Regions from separate parts of the Rattus norvegicus genome. Here region 1 is linked to region 2. A link is a contact called in public Hi-C data. All regions are on one chromosome and are shown on one strand. The core of a region is the stretch at or near the end of the contact, and the rest is flanking DNA. Distances in the headings are between cores, read along the strand shown.

Evidence for each region. A called contact is a pair of places that touch in the nucleus more often than the background predicts.
Region 1: a Hi-C map of liver shows a contact between it and region 2, with 9 times the contacts expected there. The contact joins two enhancer-like sites. A contact is called at or near these places in 2 of 12 Hi-C or Micro-C datasets (kidney and liver).

The regions. Positions count from the first base shown.
Region 1 is chr1:20,996,290-20,998,989 of GRCr8, forward strand. No RefSeq gene overlaps it. Among named protein-coding and RNA genes, the nearest start is that of Samd3, 30 kb to the left of the region's middle. Within about 2 kb of position 1,317, at least 5 of the 93 cell types and tissues checked have an H3K27ac peak or open chromatin away from gene starts, as enhancers often do. A contact at or near this core is called in liver, where this site is marked.
Region 2 is chr1:20,866,204-20,868,903 of GRCr8, forward strand. The region is part of intron 1 of Rbs10l2 (ribosomal protein S10 like 2); the gene reads left to right. The region is part of intron 11 of L3mbtl3 (L3MBTL histone methyl-lysine binding protein 3); the gene reads left to right. Among named protein-coding and RNA genes, the nearest start is that of Tpt1l3, 59 kb to the right of the region's middle. Within about 2 kb of position 1,393, at least 3 of the 93 cell types and tissues checked have an H3K27ac peak or open chromatin away from gene starts, as enhancers often do. A contact at or near this core is called in liver, where this site is marked.

The DNA.
Region 1 (2,700 bases), core at 67-2,566, 130 kb after region 2:
CATCGATGTCATAATGAGTAGGGTTTGTGGATGTCTTTCCATATTACTTAAAACACAAATACTATTCCAGCTCTTTATAAGTTCCTTTCATGATTGTTTAACAGCTTTTTGTTTTGCTTTGTGGGGTGGGGAACTAAAACTTATTTATTATTTTTAATGAATTAATTCCATTTCAGTATAAATATAGGCACGTCCTTGATTCTAGTTTCAGACTGTTTTGTCCCCAGCAGCGTTCACACTGGAGCATAATTTCTCACCACGGCAATATTGCAAGGTGGAATCTTCATGAGATAGGTCACAAGGGCTGGCGAGCTTCTCCTGGAGTGAGGAGGAAGGCTGCCCTAGGTAGTGTTTGTTGTCTCTTTTGCATGTGCCTGCTTGTACCTTCTGCTTTCTGTAGCAAGCTGTAGCAGCTTGACACTCCTATCATAAGCCTCCCTCCTGCTAGGCCCTCAGTTCCCAGAACTTCGAGGGAAAAAAAATCAACTTCAATTCCTTATGAATCACCCAGTCAGAATATTGTTGTCTCAATAGAATGATGTCCCTTAAAATATGTGAACGCCTGAAATGAAACTTTCTGCTTTAGGACTGTAATTATGTGAATTTTTCTGGCAGGATTAGATTATGCTTTGTGATTCTATGACTGGCTTCCCATTACTGTGACACGAGCAGGAGATAATCAACTCGGAAGCAGAAGGTCTGTTTTGTTCCGTTTGGATTTTCCACTCTGTGAGGGCTGGATCTGTAACTCAGCGTGTGCCGAGTCCGAATGGCAATCTAGAGAAAACGTGGCAGAAAAAAGGTTGGCTCCCTCACACGCAGGAAGCCACAGTGAGTGAGGAGGAAGCTCAAGGATTCCACAGAGCTCTCCAAGAGCACAGCCGCACGGCGCCCCCACAGCTCTCACTGGGGCCTGCTTCTCAAAAGTTCTGCCACCCCTAACAGTGCTCAGTTAGGGACCAAGCACTAGCACATGTGCCTTCTAGCCACGCCCAGGTCAAAGGGAACACCAAGAAACCCACTGATAAGCACAACGTAACAGTTTATCTTTTAAAATATTAATAAAAGTAAAAAATATTTCAATAGTTTTGAAGTAGGAATATATCCACTTGATTAAAAATTTAAAAAAAAAAAAGATTTCAGAGGGGAGACGGGCTGGGAAATGGCTCAGTCAGCAAAACGGCTTTCCTTGCGTGCACGTGGACCTGAGGTTGATCCTCGATACTCATTTAGAGGAGCAGGGTATGGTGGCCCTTGCTTGCAATCCCAATGCCTGCATGGCAGAGACACGCAGATCCCCGGCCCTAGGTGAGCAGCCAGTCTACCCTCATTGGAGAGCTCCGGGAAAGCATGTCATGTAACCTGACTCCCGAGAAACAGCAAAGTTGGTTCCTGTAATCAAGCATGGTGAAATCATTGAACCGTGAATCATCCAAGGGTAGGAAAACAGTTTACCGGGGGGTTGGGGGGGGGGGGGGACAATGGCAAAACTGCCAGTTTCACAAGAGCAGAGAGCAGCATCTTGAAGGGAAAGCAAACAAACTTTGTGTGGCAGTCAGCTGGGTTTTGAGCTGGTGCACGTTGTTCAGGTTAATTGGGAACTGGATGCCCTTTGACCTCAGCAGTTGATGTCCTGGTAGAGAAGTAGAGGTTTTCCTGACGAGCCGAAACAAGAGGGTCACAAGGTTTCTGATGAATGCTGAGTTTAGGTTTCTGTTTACACGGTGAGACTCCTTTTGTAAGAAGGCCTGGGTTGGGCCCAGGGTCATGATTTTAGGACATCGTCAGCTACACTCCCATTTTGGGGCCCACTGGGTGACCTAAGGTCCTCTAGACTTGACAGATAAATACACACACAACTAAAATAAATAAAACAAGCCAAACAGAAATCAAAGCGTGCTTTCGTCCTCATCCTGCTCTATCTGTCTAATTTCCTCTCCTCACAGCTAACTACTTTATTCTACCGCCTTATGATAAAACCACTATGTTTTTCTCATTTTGTTGGCAGAAGTGAACTAAATATGTAGCTTCTGCTTTACGAAGAAGGTCCAGAAATACATCCTTCTCAGACCGCAGAGCATCCTTAGTCTTTGCTAGCATTGCAAGGTGCATAAGCTGAGCAGAGCCCGGTGAACTCGGGCCTGGGATCTATGAGGGCTGTTCCTCTGTTTGGAGTGGTTGAACTTAGGGTCTCACGCATGGTAAGGAAGAACTTTATTACTGACTATATCCCTAGCCATCTTTTATTTATCTATTTATTTTCATTTTAAGACCAGGCCTTACTGATTTTCTCAAGATGGCCGGAAATTCACTCTTTAGCCTAGGTAGTTGTTAAACTTGTAGACTTGTAGCCTTTCAAGTTATTGTACTGCTAGACTCAGGTCTAGACTCCCTCCTTCCCCTTCTCCCTTCCTTCCCTCCTTCCTCCCTCCTTCCCTTCCTCTTTCCTCCTTCCCTCTCCCTTCCTCTCCTCCCTTCCAACCTCTTCTTCCTCCTTCCCTCCCTCTCTTTCTCCTTCTTCCTTCCCTCCCCCCTATTCCTCTTCTTCCTTCCTTCCTCTGTCCCCACTTCTTCTTTCCTTCCTCCCTCTCCCTTCTTCCTCCCTCCCTCTCCCTTCCCTCCCAACCTCTCTTCCTCCTTGCCTCCTTCCCTCTTTTCTTCCCTCCCTCTTGCCCCCTCCCTTCCTTCCCTTTTCTCCCC
Region 2 (2,700 bases), core at 143-2,642:
CTCACCTGTACTTTACAAATTCAATGGAGAGGTGGTTCTGGTGAAGTCACCTGAGTCCTGAGTACGTGACTAGGCAGCTGTCCTTGGGGCAGTGGAATTAGCATCAAAATACAGATAGCTTCAGGGCAAACCACAACATGTGTGTGTATGTGTATGTGCGTATGTGTGTGTATGTGTGTGTGTGTGTGTGTTCAGGGGTGTGTGTGTGTGTGTGTGTGTGTGTGTAGGTTTCAGATCACTTATTATCATTGAGAGCACCCATGAGTCTAACCCATGTCTTCAGATCTATGCTGTGGTACGTCTATAGGCCTCTTATTCTGTAATATTTACCAGAACTCCTCCTGGGCAAATGTATTGTATATTTACCTGGCACCATCCCAGTCTGGGTTGAATCCACTTCTGCCTACTGTATCTGTGCCTGACCATCGACTGTAACTAGAAACAGGTACCACATGCTGAGTGCTATGACTTTGCATTTGTGGCTATTAATGTGGTGGTCATCTGGACCCTTAGTCTGTGCCTGTCACTGTCTGCTCTTCTAGACTACTACATTTCCTTCTTTGTGTGTGTGTGTGTGTGTGTGTGTGTATGTGTGTGTGTGTGTGTGTGTGCCACCCCCCCACCTTTAACTGAGAAAAAACAATGAGAAGAGACATCTTCCTCTTGTACCTCACTGGGCTCACCTTCCTGCTTTCCACCTGGGATGTGCACCCTGACTCTGACTTTTGTCCTGTCCCCTGCACCTGCACATCATGGTCTCTGATGAATTCTTTTTGTAAGTGCACACATGAGGGAAGAGAGATTTGTTTTAAAATCTGACATATCCTTAGCATATAGGATGAGTCCTTAGTGTGTAGAAGGCTCCCATCACAGGGTTTGCTTAGCAACTACCTATTTTCTGGAGATTGTGTACTTGTCTTGTTAAAAAAAAGTTTTCAAGTAATTTTAAACTTTAAAATAGCTTAGAAAACAGAAAATAGATATATTCATATATATATGTACATGTCCTTCAATTTTTCAATAATCAATAATAAAGCAAGCTTTTGCTTTTGCTCCCTGCCTCATTTTGCTGCCTCCTTTTATACCTGACTTCTCAAATCAATATGCTTTCTCTGTCGCTCTCTCCATCTTCAGTCTTAACCCCGTTTTGTTCTAGCTTTTGTGTCCTACATCTTTTGCTGAGACTAGAGACCTTTGTGTTGACAGGTCTAATGATTAGCCCTTGTTCCCCCTTTGATCTGTAGCACCACTGACTCCACTGACTCCAGTTGATTTCTTCTATTACGTCACTTACGAGTCACCTGACGTGGACTTTGCCCCCTTCTCTCTCTCTGTCTCTGGGTCGTCTCAGGTCTGCAGGTGATAAGTATCAGCCCAAACGCTGATAACTCCAGAATGGACACTCTGAGCCCTGATCTTCCTTCTGTGTGATCTCTTTCCAGACGTTGGTGTCCGTGGTTTATTTGACATTTCTTTCCTGTTTGCCTAACACGTTTGCTAAACATGCCCAGAGCAGGCGTTCTCATTCGCTACTTGAAATGTCAGAGGCGTTGCTGACAGTCTCTCCTAGCCCAGGAAATGGCGTTCTTGCCGCCTATGCCTACAGCTTCGGTCCTCAGTTCACTCACATCCTATGTTAAATGTAACGACCTTAGTTCTGTTTACAATGTTCACCCAAACCTGATCGCTCTGTTTTCCTCCGCTGTGGTCAAGGCCTCTGGGATCTTTTGTGGCACCGTCTAACTGGCCTCTGGTATGGACGCCTGTTTGCATAAGAGTTATAATAATTGCTTTAAAACATAAATCAGAGCAGGGTGGTGGTGCACACACCTTTAATCCCAGTACTCAGGAGGCACAGTCAGGTGGAGGCCAGCCTAGTCTATAGAGTGAGTTCCAGGACAGCCAGGACTACGCAAAGAACCCAGTCTTGCAAAACAAACCAACCAAGCCAAAAACAAAAAAAAAAAACCCAAAAAACCCATAAATCAGGCTCAGCTCCTTCTCTGTAGAACACCCTCCACAATGTTTTACATCATTCTTGACTAAAATCCTACACTTTGTCACACCCTTTTCCATTCTGAGACCATTTTATATTGTTTGCTTCCTGTCTATCCTTTCCTATCCCCGTTACAGCTCTACTAGGGTCCCCTTCAGAACCTGTGGACTTGTTGTCTCTGCCCAGAAGTCTCCTTTCTGTGTCTGAGTGGCTCACTTCCCTGTCATCACACAAGTCTCTGCTCACAAGAGGCTGCTCTAAGAGGCAGCCATGGCTGGGCTATGTAAAGGGACACCCTTGCAGTCTCAACCCACTCTTTTACTTCATGGGCTTTTCCTTCGTGCCAACCACAGCTCATAAATTTAATTAGGCTTGTGACGGCTGCATGCGTCCTAAACATGTACATGCTTAAAATAATTCATTCCCCCCATAACAACCCCCTAAATACTTCTATTGTACTAGCTAGTGTAAGTAACGTAGGGGTGATTTAATGGGAGACTGCACATGCAGAATATGCAAATGTCACAACATTTATGTAAGGTACTTAATCATCTCTGGATTTGTTATCTTCTGGGTTCCTGGGCTCCAGTCTTCTGCAGATACAAAGGACAGTTATCTTTTTATCTCTACAGTTTCTTTCTACAATGTTGGTGCCATTAGAGGCAAGAGACTTACGCTTACTTTACTGTGGCCATTTCTTCAGG